2 separate regions of the Rattus norvegicus genome follow, and region 2 is linked to region 1. The links are chromatin contacts, called in public Hi-C maps. All regions are on one chromosome and are shown on one strand. The core of a region is the stretch at or near the end of the contact, and the rest is flanking DNA. Distances in the headings are between cores, read along the strand shown.

Evidence for each region. Hi-C and Micro-C count contacts between places; a contact is called where the count stands out from the background.
Region 2: a contact with region 1 is called in a Hi-C map of prefrontal cortex, with 4 times the contacts expected there. The contact joins the promoter of Yju2 here to the promoter of Uxs1 in region 1. A contact is called at or near these places in 4 of 12 Hi-C or Micro-C datasets (frontal cortex, liver, mammary epithelial cells and 1 more).

The regions. Positions count from the first base shown.
Region 1 is chr9:739,146-742,408 of GRCr8, forward strand. Uxs1 (UDP-glucuronate decarboxylase 1) reads left to right here and starts at 1,835. Exons shown (of 15, transcript NM_139336.2): 1 at 1,835-1,973. The coding sequence starts at 1,880.
Region 2 is chr9:874,961-878,426 of GRCr8, forward strand. Yju2 (YJU2 splicing factor) reads left to right here and starts at 1,904. Exons shown (of 8, transcript NM_001109673.1): 1 at 1,904-1,961; 2 at 3,370-3,466. The coding sequence starts at 1,938. It overlaps LOC134480467 (a long non-coding RNA gene), which reads right to left and starts at 1,971. Exons shown (of 2, transcript XR_010054911.1): 1 at 1,832-1,971; 2 at 46-385.

The DNA.
Region 1 (3,263 bases), core at 585-3,084:
TCTCTTGGGAGGGAATAGGGAGGCAAAGTTTAGAACAGAGGCAGAAGGAACACCCATTCAGAGCCTGCCCTACATGTGGCCCATACATATACAGCCACCAAACTAGATGAGATGGATGAAGGGGCTTGAGACCCCATATGAACAACAATGCCAACCAACCAGAGCTTCCAGGGACTAAGCCACTACCCAAAGACTATACATGGACTGACCCTGGACTCTGACCTCATAGGTAGCAATGAATAGCCTAGTAAGAGCACCAGTGGAAGGGGAAGCTCTTGGTCCTACCAAGACTGAACCCCAGTGAACGTGATTGTTGTGGGGAGGGCGGTAAAGGGTGGAGGATGGGGAGAGGAACACCCATATAGAAGGGGAGGCAGCAGAGGGGTTAGGGGGCTGTTGACCCGGAAACTGGGAAAGGGAATAAAAATTGAAATGTAAATAAGAAATACTCGGCTCCCAAATCCCGTGGGAGAGAGAGCTCACCGCCGAAACAGGTGGGCACTCCTGAGACTGCAGAGCAGAAGAGACCACCAACACTGCCCACCCCTGCCCACATCCCTGGCCCAAGAGGAAACTGTATACGGCCTCTGGGTTCCCTTGGATAAGGGCACAGGAGCAGGGCTGTATCAATCCGCTGCGTCTGAAACACCGCCAGAACCTGAAGAGACCGACCAGATAAACAGTTCTCTGTACTCTTGAAGTTCTAGCCAGAGCAATCAGACAACAAAAGGAGATCAAGGGGATACAGATTGGAAAAGAAGAAGTTAAAATATCACTATTTGCAGATGATATGATAGTATATTTAAGTGATCCCAAAAGTTCCACCAGAGAACTACTAAACCTAATAAACAACTTCAGCAAAGTGGCTGGGTATAAAATTAACTCAAATAAATCAGTAGCCTTCCTCTACGCAAAAGAGAAACAAGCCAAGAAAGAAATTAGGGAAACAACAGTCTTCATAATAGACCCAAATAACATAAAATACCTCGGTGTGACTTTAACCAAGCAAGTAAAAGATCTGTACAATAAGAACTCTTTTTATGTATTCCCTTACATTGTGACAGGTAAAATGCAGTACTGGCTGATACAGCCCAAAATCAACTGATTAACTCACCATTTCCTATCATGATTGCTCTAAGCAAAGTTTTATGGATCACTTTTAGGAACCTCTGGGCTTTACACTATTACTGTAGTTACTTTTGACAAGAAAGAGTTTGCCTATTTAATAGGATGTAGCGCTTTTGCTATAAATTATCCTTTCAATTGATAGTTTGTAGTTCTTAAAACTTGCCGGAAAATTCCTGAACTGGAAATGACTTACAGGTGGAGACATGAAAACCCAGTCACTTTCCTGCCTTACAAAAAGAACAGCTAAGAAGGCCAAGCAACTTATTCAACTGTTCTCTGTCACACTGACAGACCAATTACAGCACACCAGTCCTTCTGCTCCAACGACGCGAGTCCACAGCCCCGCCCGCCGCGTAGGACTAGGAACGCGCAAGCGCCCTGCAAGTTGCGGGCGAACATCCGCGATCCGCTCTAAGCATCAAACGCTGTCCTATGATCGAATGCAGGCAAGCACACTGGGATGCGCATGCGCTCTCCGCGCCACCCACTATACCCACCCTTCCCTTGTTGACTGACACCAGCTCGAAACTCAGGCATCACACTGCGCTTGCGGGAAAAGGAGGATGAGGGTGGGTCGCAGCTGTGGGCGGAGCCGGAGACCGGGACCCAGCCGCGCAAGCGCAGTGGTTTAGCCGGCAGGAAGCTGGGAGCGCGGGGGTGGGGCTGACGCGCGTGGGCGGGGCTCGGGCCGCCGCGCTTTGTGCTGCGGCTGGCCGGCGGGGCAGGCCCCGGACCCGTGCGGTTCCTGGGCATGGTGAGCAAGGGGCTGCTGCGCCTTGTCTCTTCAGTCAACCGCAGGAAGATGAAGCTTCTGCTGGGCATCGCGCTGTTCGCCTACGCCGCCTGTGAGTGTGTGCATGGTGGGCGGGAGCCCATTCATTCCCGCGCGGCGGGTAGCGGACGCTGCGGCCGAGCGGCCGGCTGTTTAGGGCCGGGAACCGGTTCACCGCTTCCACGAGGCTGAACTTGTGCAGTGGAGCCTCTGGCCGCTTTACTTGCAGCCCGCTTCCGCGTAGGTCCGGCGTCAGACCCGTGGCCGGTGTTGGGGCCTTTGCCATGGGCGCGGTGGTCACGTTCCCCAAGCTGTAGACACTGCGGACTCGGCCAACCTCGCTGCGCCCGCCAGCTCTTACTGACCTGATCCTCTGTGCTGTCCAGGGTTAGGGTTAGGGCGAACCTGGAGAGTGTGGCACAGGGACATCCATGGGGACGGTGCTGGTTCAGTAAGATAAAAATACTATAACTATTGGCAGTGCCCCTACTTCGACTGTTTGATCCGCAGGAAAATTACTCAGCAGCCGATTGTTGCCATTCTCCGTGGATGTCCTGTGTGGCGGTGCTCCGATGTCTAGGCGCACACTGCCCCCGCTCCCCGCACCGCCAGGTACTCCTCCAGCGTGTCGCGGAAGGAGGCACAGCTTAAGGGGCGGGCGGGGAGGGTGTCATTGGATCCTCAGCCTGGCTATCTGGAGGGGCCCTCAGCTTCTCAGAGAAGTCAAAGTCTAGTTTTGGGGGTTTTGTTTGTTTGTTGTTGTTTTTGAACTGTGCAACTGGGATATAACAGCTGCTATTAATACTTTACCAAGTACCAAAATTGGGCTAAAAATAGCTATCAGAGTGAACTCCTTCTGAATCCTGGCCACCCAGGCAAACATACTCAAATGAAAACTGGTAAGTGATTGAGTTTCCAGGGTCTGATTCCCAGGTGAGTAGGTACTTCCGGAAATTCAGTTCAACTGATGGGATGAAGGGGTTAGTAGGATGCAGACTGCCTGCTGTAGATGAGCTGTTCCAGGAGGAGGGGAAGGGGGAGGAGGAGGAGCCAGGAAGCTATAGAAAGGCTTCTGGTTCCTAGGAGAAGTTTTAGAACTGGGTTGCTTGGTAGATCTGATTGGTTTCTGCTATGAAGGAAGAATTAGCCTCAAGTGTGATCTGTACTGAAAAAGATGATATTCAAGGGAAAAAAACCCTTACAGCTGAGTAATTATTACTGTTTTATTAGTAATGCCTAATAATGAAGTTTTAAGCCAGCCATTCATTTGACCAGCATGTTTCACTCAGTCTTCAACATTGTCAGTTGTTGACAGTAGCAGCAGGGCACAGCATGGAGTGCAGAAACATCAGGGTTTTGCCAG
Region 2 (3,466 bases), core at 654-3,153, 140 kb after region 1:
AAGAATTACTATGAAAAGTAAGATTCCTCTTTGCTCATTTTTAAGTTTTAAATACTTTAATTTTATTTTCAAATATAAGTATGGGTATGTGCAGTGCCCACTGAGGCCAGAAGACGGCGCCAGAGCATCTGAAGCAGGAGGAGTAAGGTACGCAGTGTAGCTGCTGGGTCCTCAGCTTGAACAGCCTGTGCTCCAGCACAGGAGTGCCTCTTTATCGCTTTGTCCATCGCGTCCATGGAGTGAGTGACTCGGGGCTCGTCTGTGTTTGTGTGCACACAGCACACCTCAGGACCTCATTCCTCCAAGGCTTCACCATCTCCACAGGCCCCTAAACAAGGCCTTCATGACAAAAAGGCCTTGTTTATGTGGCTCAAGGGTCAGGAGCCTGGGAGGACATAGAATGGTGCTAGCTTCCAGAAGGAACTCCACGTGGTACAGTGCATAAAGGGGGAAGGGTTGGGGAATATGTAAGTGGGAGAAAGGGAGAGGGTAGAACGAGGTGCAGGGCCCTGCACAAGGAAAGGGAGCTACCTGAAGGAGAATGTTGGGGACACACACCTAGCACCTGTTTCCCCAGCTAAGAGCCAAACAGGGCGAAGTCCAGCTTTATTGAAATGAAGATGGGGTTCGGTGGGGTGGGGTGGGATTGAGGTGGTGTGGGAATAGTGGCAAGCTAAAGCCCAGCCTAGAGATCCTGTTTCAAACAGACCAAAAGAATGAGAGGAGGAGGAGGAACCCCGCAGCAGCAGCAGCAGTGGGGGCGGGGCTCCGGGGTGGTGACCTTGCCTAGGCTCAATGCTGAGGCTTGTCATATTTCGTTTGCACGAATAATAAATAAACAAATGTAAAAAACGATACTAAGTCTGGTGGTGGTGGTGCATCTCTTTAATCCCCAACACGCAAGGGAGCCACAGGCCCATCTCAGTGAGTCTGAGGCTAATCTAGTCTACAGACTAAGTTCCAGAACAACCAGCACTACCCAGAGGAACCCCGTCTCAAAAAAAAAAAAAAAAAAAAAAAGAGAGAGAGAGAGAGAGAAAAGAAAGAATGAAACTATTTTTAAAGAAAAAGTAAAAGAAGAAAAAAAGTTGGGTATAGTGTCTCTTATTTGTAAACGGAGCACTTGGGAGGCAGAGGCAGGAGGATTACTGAGTTTTCAAGGCCAGCCTGGACTAAGTGGTGAATTCCTCTCTCATAAAAGAAGAAACACACACAAACCAACAACACAATGAAACCAGGCAGGTCACTGAGTCCAGCTACTGAAGAGGCTTGCAGTATGATGGTTTCCAATTTAAGACCAAGCAGGGCTTGCAGAGTTGGTTCCAGGCCAGCCTGGGCATCTTAGTGAGAGGCTGCTTCACAGCACTAGAGCGCTGGGCGGTGTTGCGTGGTAGAGTGCCTGCCTGGCATATGCAAAGATCCTGGGTTTCATCCCCAGCACCAGAAATGAAGGAACGAACGAAGGAGGAACGCAGGAACGGGACATGGTGGCCTTTAATTATTTAATCCCAGAATTCAGAAGCAGGAGGATCTCCATTAGTTTGTGACCACCCTGGGCTACATGATAAGTTACAGGACAGCCAGGGACACGAAGTGATACCCTCACTCAAAAAACAAACAGCATCAATAGAGCAGTGATGCGGGAGAAAATGTTATCCTAGACAGCTTTCTCCATCTTTCCAGTGCGACAGACAGGCACACGGGATCCACATGTCCCGGAACCTTTATCTAGCGCTTCACCTACCCGCACTCGGAAGGGAACGAAAGCACACACGATTTGGATCGACAAAGATTGCAGCCAATGAGAATGGTAAAGCGGGTAAGCACCAACCAGTAAGACGGCTGAGGAAGTGGCGACACTGAGGCTCCTGATCCGAGAAACTCCACGAGGACTAAGAGAACAATTTCTTCTCTTGTTCGTTGAACAGGAAGCGAAGATGTCGGAACGGAAAGTTTTAAACGTAAGTGCTCAGCGTCTAGATGTTTCTACAGAGAGTGTAATGTGCGAGGGTCCTGGGAGAGGCGTGCTTCCTTCCGGTCATTTCCTTTTGGAATCCGCTCTTCCCCCCCCCCCCCCGACTACACATGCACGCACGCGCGTGGGGCTTTCAGTCGGGCGGGAGCTCCCCAAACTCTTGTCAATCTCATTTTTTTAGGGGCGGTCATTAGCTTTTTTTTTTTTTTTTCTTTCTTTTTTTCCTTCCATGCGAGTAACCAATCATCACCAGGGAAGCGGAGCTTATGTCACTTCATCCCATTGGCTTTTTCAAAAAGAACTATCTGATCGCTTTCCTGGGGGAGGGACTGCTTCTTGTGAGCTTCCCCCAGGTCCGGGGATATTAGTCTCCTCAGTTCGCCCGGGATATTGTTCAATGAATATTCGAAATCTTTATTGTTTTCTACACCATGTTGGGATTACTGGGGTGACTCAGTCTCCTCTCTTGAAAAATTTTGCTCTCCATTTCCTGGATCTGTTTTTTAAATGTTTGTTTTGAGCTAGGGTTTTACTATGTAGCCCAGAATGGCCTCGAACTCAGAGACCCACTTTCCTGAGACTCCCTGTTGCTGGGGTTAAAGACGTGTACCCTACGCTGGGCAATATTCATTTTTAAAAGGAGTTGTTTATTTTCATTTTATGTTTTTCCTTCATATCTGTGCACCACATTTGTGTGCACTGTCCAGGCTGACTATAAAATCACAATGTATATCAGCCTCCTAAGTACCGACATGACAGCTGTACACCATCATTCCCATCAACCACTTGAATTAGTAATGCTTCCTTCAAGCAGGGAGACAGCTTCCTTTCCCATGGGCCTGGTTGCCAGTAGGTGTCAAAAGCAGAGTGCCTGCTTGTTGGTGGTTCATGTAGCTTTTGTTTTTTTACTTTGGGGGGGGGGGTAGGGTTGTCTCTTCACCCCCCTGTCTCAGATGTACAGGTGCTGGGGTGATGGGTTTGGACATTGACATGCCTGTAACCCAGAGTGTTGTCCTGTGTGCCTCGCCCCAGCCTCCCAAGCACACAGAGAGGCCAGAGCCTGTTCTCCCTAAGAGAGCTAGAGTGTCTAGAGTCTTATCATGTGATAGGCAACAGGGGTCCACCCCCACTACAAACCCTGGACCTCTAGAATCTTCCCTGGAAAGCATATCACAGCTCAAGAAAGTGTCTTGGAAGCCTGTGCACTCCTCCTCCCAACTTCTCTTCTCATGGCTGTGCTTCAAATACCTCATGTCTGCAAAGGCTCCAGCAAGCTGAATCCTGAGCAGATCCCTAAAATCAGGGTATCCTGGGTGTGCTGACATGGTTCCCAGACCCCATTTCTGCCCACATGGGACCAGAGCACCAGAAAACAGCAACACTCTTCTCCACAGAAATACTACCCACCTGACTTTGACCCATCGAAGATCCCGAAACTCAAGTTACCCAAGGACCGGCAGTACGTGGTGCGGCTGATGGCCCCATTCAACA